2 separate regions of the Oryctolagus cuniculus genome follow, and region 2 is linked to region 1. A link is a contact called in public Micro-C data. All regions are on one chromosome and are shown on one strand. The core of a region is the stretch at or near the end of the contact, and the rest is flanking DNA. Distances in the headings are between cores, read along the strand shown.

Evidence for each region. A called contact is a pair of places that touch in the nucleus more often than the background predicts.
Region 2: a Micro-C map of ear pinna shows a contact between it and region 1, with 5 times the contacts expected there. The contact joins two enhancer-like sites. A contact is called at or near these places in 4 of 6 Hi-C or Micro-C datasets (ear pinna, psoas muscle, skin fibroblasts and 1 more).

The regions. Positions count from the first base shown.
Region 1 is chr15:67,072,117-67,076,485 of mOryCun1.1, forward strand. LRMDA (leucine rich melanocyte differentiation associated) reads left to right here. Exons shown (of 9, transcript XR_011382445.1): 3 at 2,524-2,655. Among named protein-coding and RNA genes, the nearest start is that of LRMDA, 620 kb to the left of the region's middle. Within about 2 kb of position 2,600, at least 2 of the 8 cell types and tissues checked have an H3K27ac peak or open chromatin away from gene starts, as enhancers often do. A contact at or near this core is called in ear pinna, where this site is marked.
Region 2 is chr15:67,342,293-67,346,661 of mOryCun1.1, forward strand. The region is part of intron 5 of LRMDA (leucine rich melanocyte differentiation associated); the gene reads left to right. Among named protein-coding and RNA genes, the nearest start is that of LRMDA, 890 kb to the left of the region's middle. Within about 2 kb of position 2,184, at least 1 of the 8 cell types and tissues checked has an H3K27ac peak or open chromatin away from gene starts, as enhancers often do. A contact at or near this core is called in ear pinna, where this site is marked.

The DNA.
Region 1 (4,369 bases), core at 1,350-3,849:
GGGCAGTGCTCATTCCCGGGTGTGTGTTTGGGGGGGGGGGGTCACCTCTCCACGGGTAGTAGGCACTGCCTCCTGTTTGGGATTTTGTCCCACACCACGCTGTGTCATCCTGTTTTCTGCCTCCCCTGAAACACTCTTGGGAGGGACCTTTCTTCTGTTTGCCTACCATTTGCTGGTTCTCAGGATAAGAGTGTAATATTTGCATAACATCACTGGGAACAATGATGTTTGGATGTTGCCTTTGACCAGAGCCCCACTGATGTTGTGCACAAAGGACCTATTAGCCGCCCTATAGGGTTCCCTGTTGGGAGGTGGCCTCAGCTCCTCTTGTGACCCCCATGGAGGAAGTGACTTCAAAGAGTCTGAAGATTCTCCACACACCTCTGTAAGAGAGAACTTGACAGCCTTCATGGAACTCAAAGAGCAGTTTTTTGGTGCAAAAACAAAACAAACAAACAAACAAAAAAACAGTGCATGAGTAGGTTTTGCACATCATGGGTTTTCCATGAACTGTTTGAAGACCCTGCAAAAAAAGTTTGTTCCTCTGCCCACCCACTAAGCCCTCCCTCAAGGTCAGGGTCTCAGGAAAAGTCACTGAATCAAAGGTCGAAGGACAACAAAGGAACCAGCATTTACTAGTCGCTTGTTCATGCTTTTATTTATTCTCCATGAGGCCCTGTGAACAGGAAGCAGCACAGAACAAATCAGTTCAGATCGGTTTTTGAAAGGCTTAAGTTCAGACTCCACAGAAGTGGTGGGGCTGGGGTGAAGGCCCAAACCTTGCTGCCCAGGTATGTGCAAGTTGTGATTTGCCTTCCAGAACTGAGAAGAAGGGGGGGGGGGACGGGGAGGAAATGCAATATGAGGAGCCCAAGACTCTCAGTGGCAAATGGGGTTGCCTTGTCCTCCTGCACTGGGGCAGGCAGCACTGGCTGTGGGAGCAGGGCTGTTCTGGGTATCGGGGCACGGGTGGGGCCACCTGAGGTCTGGCTGTAATGGGTTGTGCAGGCGGAGGAACCCTCGGCCCAGTGGAATCTGTGGATTTGATTACTTGCAATGCATTTTACAGCTTGGAGAATCAACTCCATATTTTGGAGCTCCCATGGCAGAGGTCCCACAAGGGAGCTGCGGGTGCCTTGTGGAAGCTCTGGCCCTAGGGCTCACACTCACGCTAGATGTGCACACCCTGCGCCATGAGCACATGGCGCTGGAACACAAGCGCTGTCCATAAATGGATAAATAGCGTGGCCGACTCTCCCTGATTCGTCACATTTTATAGGGATCCCGGGCAAGTCCTCCCTCCGGTCGGCACCGTAGCTCAGCTGTCAGCCTGTGCAAGCTCAGCACATCTCTTGGGTCTGGCAGGTGCAGGAGCTGGGAGTCTGTGTCTCTGCGCAAGTGCCTCGACCTGGCGCCTGGCTTTAATTAACGTCTGTGTGCACCCGCGCAGGCACTTGTGCACCACTGCCCAGTCGCCGCAACACCCCGGAGAGCCCATAAAATTAAGAGTTCACTTTCAGCTCCATGCATAAACAACGCTATTTTCTTCCTTTCTAATACATACATATTTTTTGCCCCCTGAGCTGGGGACTTAATCCTTTCAGATGCCTTTTTATTTACCGGCTCAACATCTCTTCTGCTGCAGTCAACACTTTTTTTTTTTTTTTCAAAAAATAAAGTGAGAAATCCACTTTCCATAAATTAAAACGAAACTTCAAGCCAGGAGCTTTGAAGACCCAACACCCCCAAACACCCCAGCCCACCAGACCTCCCTCCCTCGCCCCTAAACAAAAACAAAAACAAATAAAAATCAAGAGAGGCAAAGCGTTCTCAGACTGATTATGTAATTCCACAGCTGCCTTGCCTTTTGGGGCAGCCACGGGGAAACTGGGTAGAAGCAAATTAAGTGATTAGTAAAGAAAAAAGGCAGAGAGAGGGGGAGGAGAGAGAGTCAGAGGATGTGAAAGGAGAGGGAGGGAGGGAGGGTTGGGGGAGGCGGCCAGTTCGTTTCCCCTCCGCGTGTGCAGGGGAGAACCGCTAAGAAATGATACTTGAAGTTATATTTATTATTGTAAGAGGGGTATGATATTTCTGGGCAGAAATGATGGATGACAACTTAAATTTGTGTCCAGGGAATGAAGGTGAATGGTGACAGAGTTATTTATCTTGGGAATGGAGGTTAGGGTCAGCCCAGGCTGGGTGCCTGAAGGCACAAGACATTGACAAATTTATCCTGCAGGCCGTATCTGAAGCCCTTTGTTTTGGATCCTGGCTACTCACTAAGTGACCCTCATCCTTCATGTCGGCAAGGCGTGAAGGATGCCGAGGGTGCCAGCGGCCCCTTCTCCCCCGCCGCCCCCGCCCCGGCTCCCGCTCCTAATTCTTGTCATTCACTTTGCTGACAGGCACCAAGCCCAGACTATTCCCAGTCCTGAAAGGGAAGGTTAAAATATTTATTTCGGCTCATAATGGCCTCCCTGATTTAGTGCGGGATCATTTTTCCTGTTGCCTTTGTCACCGCAGGTCACTGGGAGGACTGAGCGCCTTCGGGAGCCTGGAGGAGCTCATCTTGGACAACAACCTGCTCGGGGACGACCTCGTGTTGCCAGGGTTACCGCGGCTCCACACCTTAACCCTCAACAAGAACCGAATATCCTTTGCCCGCCGCTCCCCGCCGCCGGGGCCCGCGGGGACCCTCGCCCGCCCCGGCCCCCGCCGATACCTGCGGAACCTCACAGGGGGCTCCCGTGTCCTCCCCGCGGGAGCGTGCGACACAGGGTCCGCGGGCAGACAAAGCAGTCTGTCTGCTGGCACTCGGGACACTTCAGAGTAATTTATTACAGGTCATTCATAAATGAAATGCACCATTATATCTTCCTGTTGCCCCGTTTTAGTGCGGAGATCTAAGTTATGGCTGTGAAGAAATCTTTTTAATAGATAAAAATAGAGAAAGAAAATAATGTCAGCGCTGCGGGGGCGGGCGGCGAGGCCGCCTCGGCTTGCTTGGGCTCGCGTGGCAGGGCGACCTCTGGTGGGAAGCAGAGGGCAGCGCCGCTCCGGGAACGGCCTCCTCCGAGGGTTCTGGAACGCGCGGGTGCAGGCCTGGGCGAGCGCGCGGGGCGCTGGCCGCGAGAGGACGGAGGGCAAGGGCCGGCCGGGAGAGAGCTGCGCGCCTCCGCCCGCGGCCGCCCTGTCCGGGGAGGCGGGGTGTCCCCTTGTGGCTGGTAGTGACCAAGGCCTGGGACAGCCCCGGCGGGTCAGCCGTCAGGCCCACTGCTAGGGACTGAGAGTGAGAATAGCAGCGGGGCGCGGCGCCTGCCCTGTGAGGCCCAGGGCTCCGCGACATTGCTGGGGTGAGCCAGGATCCCGAGCTCGGACGGTGATGGGTCCCCTCAGCGCCTCTGCGCTTCACGCATAGAGTAACGCCTGACCCTGGGTGCGGATTTCCTCGGTACTTGTGGGGTGGATGAATGAGTGCGCACAGTCCTGGGGACCAGGCCCCGGGGCTGGGTGCTTTAGGTATATTATATTTTTAGGGATTTTTTTGATAGTTTGTGCCAAGCCCTGTGAGAAAGGTAAGGTTGCTTCATTTATCTAGAAGTAGAAAGAGATGAGATGTAGGCCCATAGGCCTTACTTAACAAGGTGCTGGGCCCCCATCTCGGTCTTAACTTTCCATTGTAATGTGTTGCTTAGGACTTGAAGCCTAACCACTTTGTTTTACTTTTTTAAAAATTTACTTTAATTTTTTTGTGTGTGTCAGAAAGACAGGGAGAGAGATCTTCTGCCCCCCGTTAGACTCTTAAGATGCCCACAAATGCTGAAGCCAGACTAGTCTGAAGCTAGGAGATGGGAACTCACTCTGGGTCTCCTGTTCAGGTGGCAGGGACTCCACTGTTTGCTGCCTCCTGGGGTGTAGGGTTGGAACTCAGACCCAGGCACTTTGATATGGCATACAGGAGACCCAAGTGGCATCCTAACGAATTCACCAAAGAGTTGCCACTGCTTTATTTTATCAGTTGAATATTGGAAACTTGCAATAGTTAAATTTGTACAGTAAGTTAGAAATAGAAGGGGCTGGCATTGTGGCACACTGAGTTAAGCTGCTGCCTGTGATGCCAGCATCATTCAAGGTTGCTCCACTTCTGATCCAGCTCCCTTCTAATGCTCCTGAGAAAGCAGCAGAAGGTGGCCCACGTGCTTGGGCCTCTGCTACCTTCATGGGAGACCCAAATGGAGTTACATGCTCCAGGTTTCAGCCTGGCCAAGCTCCAGCTGTTGCAGCCATTTGGAGGAATGAACAAGCAGATGGAAGGTTGCTTTCCCTCTCTCTCTCTCTCTAACTCCGCCTTTCAAATAAATGAAGTCAA
Region 2 (4,369 bases), core at 934-3,433, 270 kb after region 1:
ACATGGGAGAGGAATGGCTTGAAATCCAAAGCTGCCAAGAGGAATAATTAGGAGCCACAGAAGAGATCTCGGTAATGTGACAGCAGCTTCTAAAACATCCCACAGGACGGAGAAGCGCAAGCTGGCTTGACCTATATCTTTAATAATACAGATCATTGCCCTTGGATTGAAGCTAAAGGGTAGGACCAAGTGCTGGCTTCCTCATGCTTTAGGAAAAATTGCCAAAGTTTATTTATGAATTCAACACACAATGGCCCCTTGCTTTGATAATGAACCGGCCAGGCTTTCTTAGTAGCAACTCAGCATGCGAAATTAAAAACAACAAGAAAAAAAATCCCACAAAACCACCTCAGAACATAATTTCTTACATTCTGTCACGCTTGGCAAAAAGTATTATGTAAGACCCAACTTAGACAAATGACTGTGTTAACAGTAGAAATAACCTTTTGTTTAATTAGAGAATAGGAGCTATCTGGGACAATAAAAATGGTTCCCGCTGCCCTCCGTCACCGTTTAATAAATATGATTGCGCCAGAGATAATAGTAAGTGTTGTTTATTTGTGCAGTATCACAGAGTTGGTAATTGTTCATGTTGTTGAGAGTTATCCTGTGTGGCGATCACAGGGGATTCAGAATTTGTTGCCTTTGATCCAAAAAGAGAAAATAACAAATGGGATCTTTAAAATGTTCCTGAACTCCGGAGGCCGAAGCAGTGGGCCCGGGGATTGTCAGAGCCTCTGTTGCTAGGACAAGATCTCCCCAGTGTCGTCGGGGGCCTTTGAGGATGGGTGGGTTATTTTTAACGGCTTTTTTTTTTTTTCTTCTGCAACTCCCTGAGGTCTTCATAGAAGATTTCTTCTCGGCAATGCCATTTCATGTTCACTGCTAATTTCTCGGCGTGGCTACATTCAGTAGCCTTGCAGGAGAGAGACACTGGGCCATGGTCTCCCAGCTGAGGATGGGTCTAGGGCAGGAGGAAAACCTTGCAGCTTCCTCCCGATCCTGGGGGATGCGGATCAGACTGAAGTTCACAGCAGCTTCCCCTGAGGCTGGCGGGGAGCACAGGCCGCAGGCAGTGGCCAGGCCCTTGGTCCGCTCCAGGCTGTGTGTAGCCGGGAGCTCTCCTTGTGGGGCTGCAGCTTCCTTTCGTTCATCGCTCCCGGTCATTTCCACTTGGTTTCTTTTGAGGAGAGGGGTTGTGTGTGTTCATTTGTTTTGTGTTTGCCTGGAGTAGATTCTCCATTTCCTGCCTTTTAGGGGGAAAAAGTAACTCTGGTTGGTGATGCTGGCTGATTTTTTTTTTTTTTTTCTTAAAGAGACTTAAGGGTGGTTCACTCTGGAAAAGGCGGGATCTTTTTTGAGATCTTTGAGCTAGCATGAGGCTGCTCTCACGGGAACGAGATGTGGCAGGAATTTGTATACAAATGTTTTGCACCGTCCCCGATTTCCTTGAGTCCTAAAGGGCCTTTTCTGGAAGGTTCCCACCTACGACCTTGATAAAAATACAGCTGCTATGTCGGAAGGGAAACACAACACCAGAAAACGCCTTTTCTTCACACAATTCCGTTTAAGCCTCAAAATCCCTGACGATCCCCAGTCTACTTTTGCGGTTTGGTTCCCACTCTCTAACTTTCCTCATCTGCTCCTGAAAGAAAGAAAAAAAAGCGTTTCTTCCAGGGCCTGATAAGTTGTAGGCCGACGCTTAGCAACAGCATTCCTGTGCCTTAAGTAGCTGCAAGGCCCTTGCTGAACTCTTTGATGTGACTGTCAAGGCAGATTTATTTTGTTTTAGCACATTGTCTACTTGTCCAGATGTATCAGGAGATAAAAAGGAGTCATGTTTACACTCCTCCCCTTTTTTTTTTTTTTTTTTTTTTTGGAGCTGTAATTAAATCGTGTTTTTGATGAGTCTCGGGGAGCTCCAGTTCAAGAAAACAGGAATTGGCTGGAGCAAGGGGGAAGAGGAAAACTCCCTTGGCAAAGTGACCACCTGATTTGGTAAGGGGAAAGAAAAAAAAAAAACCCTAGGAGCAGCTGGCTTGGTTCTGGGAAGCTGGAGATTTTCCTTGGAGTCTTTTGTGGAAAGCTCCCTCCTGCTCTTCGGTGCAGAACATCTTCAACCTTGTAGTTTCTAGTCTTTTTCCTTGTGCACTGCTAGAAGCCCCTGGTCCCCTCCCTTCCCCCCATGTTTGGCTGCCTGGTGCATATGTGACACATGGTTGTCAGTCTCAAGCAAATGCAGTCTTGAACTTCAGTGGTCTTGAATCCATAAATCTGCAATGAGCAAAGTTGAATTCCCCAGGAGTGGAATTGTGCCTGTTTTTTAATTTTTTTTTTTTAATTTAGTGATCAGTTTTTAAAATGTTCACATTGAGTAACACGTTCTGAGTTCTGTTAATGATCTGCGGTGAGCAGTGACTAGCAGGAAGCTGGCATTCGGGACTGCTGAGGGACCTGCCAGGCAGCGGCTAGCCCGGGAGCTTTTTTCTGCGGCTCGCTCGGGAGCTATTTGCATCCTAAATAGGTTACACTACAGCGCCCCCTTCTGCCGGCTGAGCTGTGTGACAAGGGGGACTTGCGCAGCACAGCCTTCACCACTGACTTGCTCCAGCCTGCTCAGCCCTGCCCTCCCCCAGTCCTGGGACCACCTGTGCTCACCTGCACTGCCAGGGTCTTCACTGGGGTTGCATATTGCATTAGTCACCCATCAGGGGCAAGGAAACACAATCAAGAAATGAAGGAGAGACAAAGATGGGTGTTAAAGCAAGGGAAAGCTGAGTGAAGTGTGTGCAACCCTGGGCGACTCCCGGCCCGCTCCCTCTGCCAGACCCCAGATCCCAGACTGATGTCACTGAACGCATCTTGGACACCGGGGGTGCGGGTTTTGGGTTTTGCATCTATAGACCAGCCGCAAGTACAGGAAGGAAGGTTTCCGCAGGACCACTTTGTTCAGCCCGAGCGTATCTTGTAAGGTGAAGGCCTTGTGCATGTGAGCAGCCACCTGGGTTCTGCTTGGAACGGGTGTATCTGCTGGGAATGGTGGTGTTAGGGGGCCGAACCATGCTGTTTCTTCACAGCTTGTAATTCACAATTTCGGGTCTGTCCTGAGAGGTGATCAGAGGGCAGCTTCAGGAGGTGTGGGGCACGGCCCTTAAGGAGCGAGCTGCCCAAGTGAAGCTTGCCATCACCAAGGCAGAAAATGTTAGGGGACGGCGGTGGGAAGAAAGATGACTGGTGCAGAGGTCTCGGGTGGCCAGGGCTTAGAGCCCCGGGGAGAGGAAGGTAAGGGCGAGGGCCAGGGCAGGGTCCTTCTAGGCAGTGTTGGGTGCTTTTCGCTTCTTGCAAGAACAACATCAGTTATTAGGTGTCTTTTTTTAATTTATAGTGGGGGAAGGGAGGCATCATCGGTTTTCTATTTAAAAGGAAGGTCCCAAGGTGCTCACTTGAGTTAGGAGAAAAAAAGGCCTTTGTTGGGAAAGAGCCTTCTCTAAGCAACAATAAATCAGTTCCCTGAAACCTCCTGTAATTCAGTAAAGGAAGGGGTGGGAGAAGAGGGTGCCGGTTCTAGAAGCTGCGTCCCGGGGGCAAAGCGCGGGACCCAGGTCCGCACTCGGTCTTGACTTAGAGTCCTCAGGGCTCTTGGTCCCCTGCAACCAGCTTGTGACGCTGGTGTCAGGTCTTCGAGGGTATGCCACGAGCCCCCCCGAGAGCTGGTGGAGAATGCGCAGGCGCCGACCCTGCCTGCGAGATGAGGAAGGCAGACTGCGGTTTCTGTGACTGTTTACTTTTGAGAACTGGAGAATTCTGACGATGGAGGGAAAAGGGCCTGCGAACAAGCAGGACCTTTGAGTTTCCCAAGTGCTGGAAACTACAGTGGACAAAGTAGAATGGAATTAGGAATCTGGGAAAAAATGGCAGAAGACGGCTTAATGGAAGGAAAGTCATTGGAGAAATAACCCGGAACTTTCATCTTGTTTCTCCCCCGCGCCCCACCTGTCTTTTCCTTTATTCTCAATCTCTGGCATTGAAACTGTCCCAGCATCACGCACAGCCAGAATGGGACTTGTGGGTAGAAGGGGGTCCCTGTGTACTTTGCCAGTCCACGCTGTGTTCACGAGCTGGACACTGAGGCGTCGGGAGTAGGTGATACTGTTTCTTTAGGAAATAAAGCTTTGAATCAGTTTTGCATTTTCCTTTGGCTACAGGGAGAATAAAGTTGCTGGGATGGTTATCGATATTGCACAGGATGTAAGCATTACTGATTACGATATTATGTTATTTTTTTACTTCTTAGGTATTGGGGTCTAGAATCGCAAGAAATCAGCTTTAGACACATGTTTAGGTGAAGGAATCTGTTTGATGTCAACAG